Regions from separate parts of the Sus scrofa genome. Here region 2 is linked to region 1. A link is a contact called in public promoter capture Hi-C data. All regions are on one chromosome and are shown on one strand. Each heading gives the region's core, a stretch centred on a gene start, on an enhancer-like site or on the middle of the called end of the contact. The rest is flanking DNA. Distances are from core to core; before and after follow the strand shown. Region 1 holds the start of INTS6L (integrator complex subunit 6-like). Region 2 holds the start of SLC9A6 (sodium/hydrogen exchanger 6).

Region 1 (4,855 bases), core at 3-2,502:
GGGGGGCGGGGGAGGAGCCGGGACTCCAGGAAAACCCGCGCGCGGAGTCCGCCGCACCTCGGGGCGGAGTCGCCGGCTCCGCCCGGCCCCTCGGCTGCCGCCGCTCTCCGTGCGCCCCGAAGGGGCGGGCCCGCCCGCAGCCTCCCTCCGGGCCCTCCTTCCCCTCTCCTCCCTCCCCTCCCTCCTTTCCATCTCAGCAGCGCCCTCGGTCTCCCTCTCCGGCTCATACAAAAGCAAAATGTCCGCCATCTTCCGAGGCGGCTGCGCCCGTCGCCGCCACCGGCCGGGCTCCCCGGCGCTTTCTGCCCGGGACCGCCCTTCCCCCGCCCTCCTCCCCGACCCCCGGCGCCGCGGCTCCTCCGAAGCCGCGGAGGCACCACTCCTCCCGCCCTCGCCCCCACTCCGCCCCGCCCGCCCCGCCGGGCGACGCAGGACCGCCTCGGGCGGGGGCAGGAGGGCTCGGCTGGTCAGGCCGACCAGCTCCCGCTTCCCGCCCGGCCCACCCCCTGGATGGCCCCTTTACCTTGATGCAGTACGGGGGTTCGTCGTAGGTGACCAGCATGTACCTGTCTCCGCGGCTGGCCGGGTCCCGGGCGCGCAGCTGCGGGACGAGGGATGACGGAGGGGGCCGCGAAGGGAAGGAGGGAGGAGGGGGCGATAGCAACGTTACAGAAGCATCTAAATCCACCCCCCCCCATCCCTCGGGAACTCTCTCCATCGCTCCCCTCCCCTCCCTTTACCTTCAAGAATAACTCCACAGCGCCTTTGGCAATGTCCAAATAGGAGGTGCCCAGGTCAGTGCGCTGGTTCATAGAGGCGGACGTGTCTATGAGGAACAGCAGGATGGGCATCTTCCCCCGCACCCCTGGCTCCGCTCCCCACTCTCCTGGCCCTCTTGCCCTCACTGCCGCGTACTGCCACCCGAACCCTCAACTCTTGCAGAGCCAGGGTGCAGGGAGCAAGAGGAAGAGGGGGAGACGGGACGGGACGGATGGAACTGCTCCTGGCCTCCTCTTTTCTGCAGCCCCACCTCCTCTCCCTCCGGGGGAACTTGAAAGTGTGAGCGTGTGTAGCCCTCGGGGCCCTCCCCCTTCCTCTCTTCTGCCACCACTACTGCTGCCGCCGCCGCTGCCGCCGCCGCCGCCGCAGGGACTACTGCCCAAGCATCCACGCTCACTGAAGCGCTCGCCCCAGACTGAGAGCTGTCTCTGTTCACCGACACACAACTTCTGTCCGCTCACCTACCACGGGTACCATGTGACCAGAACCCACGCCATTGGCTGCCAATTATGTGGTATTTGCATATTCATTAGATGACAGGGCAAGGGGAGGGGTTTGGGCGAACCCTGGGAGTTGAAGTTTGAACCCAGGCAGGGGGTAAGGGGAAATGTTAAGGACCCTCCTTTAAAGGACTTGGAAGCTGTTAGGACACTTAGGGTGGTTTGAATGGATTTTTCTCTTGCTCTTCTTCAAAGACGATAATTCGAAAGGAAGAGTGAATTTGAGCAACAGTTGTGCAGAAGTACAGAAACCGAGGCTTGGACAGGCAGCCCAGAAAACGCTTTGGTAACTGCAATCGATCAATCCTGCCCGTGCTTTCGAGAAGCAGCAAACTTCTACTCGCGTTCCTTCATATCCCACTCCACTCGCGGTCAGTATTTCTAAGTCGGTTTCTGGCCCTGCATTCCACATATATCTACTTAGAAAGGAAACGAAAACTTAGACACGGTTACCTAAACTGGCCTTTTGTGTGCACATACTTCTTCGGTTTCATTGAGCACTTTGAAGTATTGGCCTGCCTGCAATAATTGGTCTGCACGGTCTTTACACATGGAAGGTTTGTCGCACTGGATTCTGATTCGACTCATTTATTAAGCACCTATGAAGTGTCAGCCACCCACCTTACTCTCATTTAGTCTTTGAAATAATTGTGATAGATGCCATTATATTCAATTTTCAGTAAGGGAAAGTGCAGCTCAGCGAGACGAGGCCAACACTGAGGGATGTTCTCAGATCTGGCTCTAGGGAGAGGCTCAATAAGTGGCCCACCCCGCTTGGCTGACTGCTTCAAGTAACATCAACTTTAAATAAGGGCGTGGGAGCTCCCTGGTGGCTCAACAGGTTGAGGATCCAGCGTTGTCACTGCTGTAGCTCTGGTTACTGTTGCGGCACAGGTTCAATCTCTGGCTCCAAACTTCCACATGCCGTGGGCCAGGCCATAAATAAAAAAGAAAGACCTGTGTATTCCTAGCAGTATGTTATACACAATGTGGAATCCTGAATGAGTTCACAACTTCACTTGATGTGTTCCCTGTAATATAATATATAATATATAAATTCAATAACATTTCTGTAAAAATAAGATTTCAGAAGAGGCCATACAGCAATATTTGAATCCGGGACAAACAAGTGATGCAAATAAAAAATGCAGTGCAAGCACTGGACCAAAGATCGAGACGTTCAGGAGGGTTCCTGGATGAGGCACTAAGCAGGAAGGGAGGGGTTCTGGATTGAAAGGAATGATGTGAACCGAAATTCAGCCAGAGGTGGACATGTGCCTGGCCCAAAGCAGGCCCGTCTGGTAGGAATAAATGGATGAAGAAGACACTCTAAGCCCCCATTTCCATTCTGATACAAATACTATGAGAGAAGGGCAATGCCAGCAAGGGCTAGGCGGCTAAAAGCACAGGACCGGCGATGGCCAGTGTGTTCCTTTTCTCCTGCTGTGTAACCAGTTACCACAAATCCAGCCATTAGAGCAACATACACATTGGTTACCTCACAGTTGCCGTGAGTCAGGGGTCCGGGCATGGTTAGCTCGATTCTCTGCTCAGTCCCCCAAGACTGCCATCAAGGTGTCAGCCAAGCTCTGGGTTTTTTTTTTTTTTTTTTAATTATAGTTGATTTACAATGTTCTGTCAATTTCTGCTGGACAGCAAAGTGACCCAATTATACATATGCATACACTTTTCTCATAATATTTTCCATTATGCTCCATCACAAGCGATTGGATGTCGTTCCCTGTGCTCTGCAGCAGGACCTCATTGCTTCTCCATCCAAATGCAAGTTGCATCTACTAACCCCAGATCCCCAGTCCATCCCACTCCCTCCTCCTCCCCCTTGGCAACCACAAGTCTGTTCTCCATGTCCATGAGTTTGTTTCTTTTCTGTAGATAGGTTCATTTGTGCCATATATTAGATTCCAGATATAAATGATATCATATGGCATTTGTCTTTCCCTTTCTGACCTTAGTATGAGAATCTCTAGTTCCTTCCATGTTGCTGCAAATGGCATTATTTTATTCTTAGGTCAGTCTCCCAAGGCAATAGAAATACAAATAAAAATAAACCGATGGGACCTAATCAAACTTAGAAGCTTTTGCACAGCAAAGGAAACCATTAAACAACAACAACACAAAAGACAGGCTGTGTTTTCATCTGAAAAAGAATCGGCTTCCAAGATGAAGCTGAATCCTGAATCCTGAATGGATGCTCCCAGAATTCATCTCCTTGTGGCCATCTGCTGGGGGAGGCCTCCCACTGTAGGCTGTTCACAGTAGGCCGTTGGCTTCTTCAGGGCCAGCAGGGGAACCACTCCCTCCAGTCTGTGAAGATGGAGCCATCTATAACATCATTTAATCACGAGCTTGCCATCCGTCACCTTACCATATCCTATTGACTAGAAGCAAGTCGCAGATCTCACCACGCTCCGGGAGAGATTACACAGGAGGAGGCAACACCACGCAGCAGAGATCACGGGGCCATCTAAGAATTCTGCCGAGCATTAGGTGGGCGTGCCGGAAACAAACTTGGCCTCCTGCACAGTTTTTGTCGACATCAGCTCCCAATCATAATATAGAATTATCAGCCCAGCAGATCCCATGCATGGGGTTGACTGCTTGCTTAGACTATCTTTGGTGAAGCAATACAAGATTTCCTGTCAGGAGCTTTGCACACACACACACACATATGTGAACGGGGACATATCACAGTCCTTACATACTTCAATATATAGAAACAAACATATATTTATTTATATAAATAAACAATCAAGATTTGTAATTATAAACATAAATATATATTTATATATTATGTATATTATATATCATAAATATGCATATGGACTGAGATAGGCCCCAGTTCACAGGCAGTATTTAAGACATTTAAAAATCTTCTTTATACTTTTCCCGTAACTTTTCCACAGTGGGTGTGCCTTACTTTTACAATCAGAAAAGGAGCTTTGTTAAAAAGTACAAAGTACAAATTACAAAGTATTCTAAATGCAAATTACAAATTTTCCAAAAGAAAAAATATCCCAAGGTGAATACTATTGAAAGAGTTACCGAGAAAATACTAGGCAAGGGCAAATGATCTGTCACCCCGTGCTCCAGAGGTTGAGGACACGCAGGCCCTTGGGATGCATTTCCCTCAAATGCGAATGCCTTTTTAATGTATTTTTTCCTAACAGGGCAGGTAATTCTTTTTGTTTGTTTGTTTGTTTGCTTGCTTTTTAGGCCTGCACCCACAGCATATGGAAATTCCCAGGCTAGGGGTCACACTGGAGCTGCATCTGTGACCTACACAACAGCCAAATCCTTAACCCACTGAGGGAGGCCAGGGATCGAACCCACACCCTCATGGATACTAGTCAAGTTCGTTAGCACTGAGCCACGATGGGAACTCCTTGTTTGTTGGTTTGTTTTGCCATGCCCGCAGCATGCAGAAGTTCCCAGGCCAGGGATCGAACCCAAGCCGCAGTAGTGACAATGCTGAGTCCTTAACCACTGGGCCACCAGGGAACTCTGAGACTCCTAAACTTTTTTTTTTTTTTTTTTTGTCTTTTTGTCTTTTTGCC
Region 2 (4,483 bases), core at 1,602-4,101, 160 kb before region 1:
TTTTTCCTTCACAAAATACTGACACTAAGGTACGCCATCACTTTTCATTAACTTAGAAACACCAGGGAATGCAAATCAGTTATCCCAATTTTCTCCCCTAGCCCAAGACTTAGAGAAGGTTAATGATATCAACTACCAAAGAGCAAATAGCTTCAGGGCAATTCTAAGACCCTATTTGATTTTTCAAAAATATGACGTCTGCCTCTAAACTTAAAGATTAAGCAATTAAACAAACTATTCTGAGCCTAACCTGAGAAAATGCAGTTATAGCAATAATAATAGTATCACAGCACTCATTTAATGAGCACTTACTTAGGGGTCAAGTACTAAGCTAAAACATTTCTCCCTCACAACAAAGCTACTATCATTGTCCTTAATTTATAGCTGACAGTATAAGAGGGTAAGGGACTTACCTAAGATCACACAGAGCTACTGGCACAGTGGGACAGGAACCCAGGCCTGACTCTAAAGCAGGGGTTGAAAATCACAGTGGTGGCCTGTTTTTGTAGGGCGCAAGAACTAAGAATGGCTTTTATCTTTTTAAAGGTTTGTAAAAAGAAAAAAAAAAACAAACAAAGAAGAAAACGCAACACATTTTCACAGCACATAGATTGATGTGATCCAAAAGCCAACAATAATTACTCTCTGGCCCTTTACAGAAAAAATGTGCAGACCTCTGGTCTACAGCCTTATATCTTTAACCACTTCATCATACTATCTCTCTGGACAGGAAAGAGGTTTCTGCGATCAGTTCCTTATTTTCACACCATAATAATCACTTGGCATTTAATGGCATTTAAGATGCCTTTATTTTCTTTATATAACCTGTCTACCGAAGAAGGATAAGTTCCTTGAAGGCAGGAATCATATATTTCTTCACATTTTCTGTGCATAACATAGCAGGCTGAGTAGCAAATGTTTGTGGAGGACAGTAAATAAATCACACAGTTATACAGAGATGTATAGCTTATCTGGCCAATTTAGCTTAAGGAATGCTGTATAGAAAATGCAAAAAAACATGAAATATGAAAACCACCCAATACATCTAAAAACTAAGAATCTTAGGAAGCATACATACTTAGAATTTCATTACCCCACAAATGAAAAATAAGCTGGAGTTCATGCATTTTCCTGATGCACACAACAACTTTCCCCTGCTATGCTACCCTTGAGCTGCACATTCCAGAAGTCTGTATTTACTGGAAAGGGGTGGGGGTGGGGGGGGCGCATGGAGAAATGTCTTTCTGTGCCAAGGCTTCTCCCACCTATCTGCAAGTCTGAGACACAAAGCTGAGCAATCTCATCCCTTTAAGCCTGTTCCAAATGAAGATAATCTTCACTCATGCACTGCCCAGAAAGGATTGTTTGCCCTCATCTCTCCAGCCATGTATGGCCTCGCGGTCATCTTAGATTAAGACAGTCAGCAATATTCATCTTTTCCTCCCATGAAGCCCCAGCACAGGCCAAAATGCCTCGGAGTCCATGGCTTGATTTGCCTTTCTCTCCTCATGACCAAAAAATAAAGATAAATAAGAAACATCAAAAAGAAAGCACACTAGGTCACAAGAACTGAAGCCCTTTACTCAATGATCTGTCCATAACCTATGCCACCAGCGAGTCACCCATAATACTGCATATGCATGGTGTTCCTATTTACTTTTTGGCTGAACTGTCCTGCTCATGCCATAGTACAACATGCTGCTGGAAGATCTTCACCTATTCTTCACCAGGGCACGGCCTGAATGATCAGGTTCAATCATCTGTATCCATATCAGATATTGCAAGCATAGTACAATAAATCAGGACGTCATTTCAAAAGCCCTAAGCCTTCCTCAGCTTCTTTCGTGTTCAGGTTTTTACTTGGGCAACAGTCTACTTTGCATTCTCAACCTCCAAAGGACAGGGCGTAGCAAGCAAGACCTGGGTGATGGGGAAAGGTGGACTCTGGCTTCAGAAGAACGCCAGATTCAGAGCAGCAGACAGACTACTGCAGCCTCAACGGCCCTTAAGCAAACTGACACCCCCGGAGAAATGGATCGCTAGGCTGGCTTCCCCTCCCCCAGTCCCCAGCCCAATCCGAGACACCGCACCCACTCCCTTCCATCCTCAGGCAGAGGCGGGGGGCGGAGGGGGGTGCGGAAGAAAAAAGGGGGTGGGGTCGGAGGAAAAAAGGTGTGGACTGGCAGAGAAAAGGGGGGCGCGGGGGTGAAAACGGGGGTGAGGCTGAGAAAGGAGGGGCGTAGCAGAAAAAGGGGGCGAGGAAGACGAACCGGGGGGGGGGGGGAGAGGCGACGGGGAAAATGGAAGGACTTGGAAGGGGAGCCGAACGCAGGCCGAGCAGGGCCGGGAGCGGAGGTGAGGCAGCCGGCGGGCAGAGAAAGGGGGAGCGCCAGCGGGGGACACGGGGTTGAGGCACTTGCCGTAAATCATAGCCAGGCCGGTTTCGTGCAGGAAGCGGGCCCGGCGGTGCTTGAAGAGCCATATCGTGAGAATGGTGAGCGTGAGCAGCAGGATGAAGATGAGCAGGTTGGCGCTGTCCTGCCGGTGGCTCTCCTCGGCTTGCTTCTCTGACACGATCTCCTCGTCCATGGCTCTCGCCGCTCCCCCAGCGCCGTCCGAAGCCCCGGCCCAGCCGAAGACGCCCACTGCGAGGAGCAACCAGAGCGGCCGCGTGAGCCCACGGGCCCGGGGGCTGGCGCCGCCGACGCCGCGGCGGAGCGGCGCCCGCAGCCAGCCGCGCCGAGCCATGACTCTCCCCCCACCCCCCGCCCCGCTCCTCACCCGCAGCCGCCCGCGGTCGGACCACGCCCCGAGGGCTCACGGGAAAGGGGCGGGGCCTCAGGAAGCCTTCGGAGCGCGCGCCTCCGCCGCCTCCGCCGCCGCCACCGCCCTTAAAGGGGACGCGACACTCCCAGTTCGCTGGGCCCCATCCTTTTGGCCTTTCGTCCCCCCCCCCGCCGCACCAGCTCCCCCCAGGCCCCGCTGCGCCGCAACGCAAGGCCGTCGAATCCAGTACAGTCCCTTCTGGAAACGAAGCCTGGGCTCAGCGTAATCAAAGCAGAGGCAGATTGTGCTCTGTCTACTTTGATCCTATTCTTAGTGCTCGCAGGGGAATCGATCTTTCATAACCCATCTGAATATTGTCCCCCAGTGTCTCTTAACAGGATGAGACGTTGTCCTCTTGGGAGGGGCCTACATCTCCATCTCTAATTTAAATCGGATTCTCCTTGTTCTGTCCTCGTTCGGAAAAAAACAGCAGCACTGTAGTAGTTCATCAATAATTGACTTAAAGGCAAGGATTATGTGTATGTATGTTCAGTTGTCTTTACACGTAAACGTTTACCTGATGTAAGTTATCTCTTAGAGATAAACTCCTCCATCTCACAAAGATTTGATCGATTTGTGCTCAAATTTACCCATTCTCCAAATACTCCCCTCCCTCCCCAAGAAGAAATCTTTTGTGAAGTGGAGGGTTTCTCCTCTTGCTCCTCATCTTTTTTTCTAATTTTTATTATGATTGATTTAGCATTCTGTCAATTTCTGTTGTACAGCAAAGTGACCCAAACATACATATATATATATATTCTTCTTCTCACATTATCTTCCATCATGTTCCATTACAAGTGATTATGTGCTATATAGCAGGATCTCATTGCCCATCTACTACAAATGCAAGAATTTTCATCTACTAATCCCAGATTCCCAATCCATCCCACTCCCTCCCCCTGCCCCCTGGCAAACAGGAGTCTGTCCTACATGTCCATGGTCTTTTGCTTTGTAGATAAATCATTTGTGCCATATTTTAGGCTCCACATATAAGTGACATCATATGGTGTGTCTTTCTCTTTCTGACTTTACTCAGTATGAAAGTCTAGTTCCATCCATGGTGCTGCAAATGGCATTATTTTGTCCTTTTTTATGGCTGAGTAGTATTCCATTGTATATATGTACTACATCTTCCTAATCTGTTCATCTGTCCATGGGCATGTAGGTTGTTTCCATGTCTCTGCTTTTGTGAATAGTGCTGCAATGAACATACAGGTGCATGTATCTTTTTCAATGAAAGTTTTGTCTGGATATATGCCCAAGAGTGGGATTGCTGGGTCATGTGGTAGTTCTATATTTAGTTTTCTGAGGTATTTCCGTCCTGTTTTCCATAGTGGTTGTACTAAGTCACATTCCCACCAACAGTGCAGGAGGGTTCCCTTTTCTCCACATCCTCTCCAGCATTTGTCATTTGTAGACTTATTAATGATGGCCACTCTAACTGGTGTCAGGTGGTACCTCATTGTAGTTTTGATTTGCATGTCTCTAATAATTAGTGATGTTGAGCATTTTTCATGTGCCTGCTGGCCATCGGTATGTCTTCTTTGGTGAAATGTCTAGTTAAGCAGATTTCTCTAGCTCAGAAGTCACCTTTGACACCATCTCTCATTTGTCTTCCTCAAAGAATATTTTCCCTGTCCTCAAGCCTCCCTACCTC

Evidence for each region. Promoter capture Hi-C pulls out the DNA fragments that hold promoters and counts their contacts.
Region 2: a promoter capture Hi-C map of liver shows a contact between it and region 1, with 2.2 times the contacts expected there. The contact joins the promoter of SLC9A6 here to the promoter of INTS6L in region 1. A contact is called at or near these places in 1 of 5 promoter capture datasets (liver) and 1 of 2 datasets of contacts at active chromatin or transcription factors (alveolar macrophages).

What each region holds. Positions count from the first base shown.
Region 1 is chrX:111,008,257-111,013,111 of Sscrofa11.1, reverse strand. It overlaps INTS6L (integrator complex subunit 6-like), which reads right to left and starts at 1,252. Exons shown (of 18, transcript XM_021080861.1): 1 at 741-1,252; 2 at 524-601. The coding sequence starts at 851.
Region 2 is chrX:111,174,829-111,179,311 of Sscrofa11.1, reverse strand. SLC9A6 (sodium/hydrogen exchanger 6) reads right to left here and starts at 2,851. Exons shown (of 17, transcript XM_005657924.3): 1 at 2,782-2,851; 2 at 2,421-2,645. The coding sequence starts at 2,589.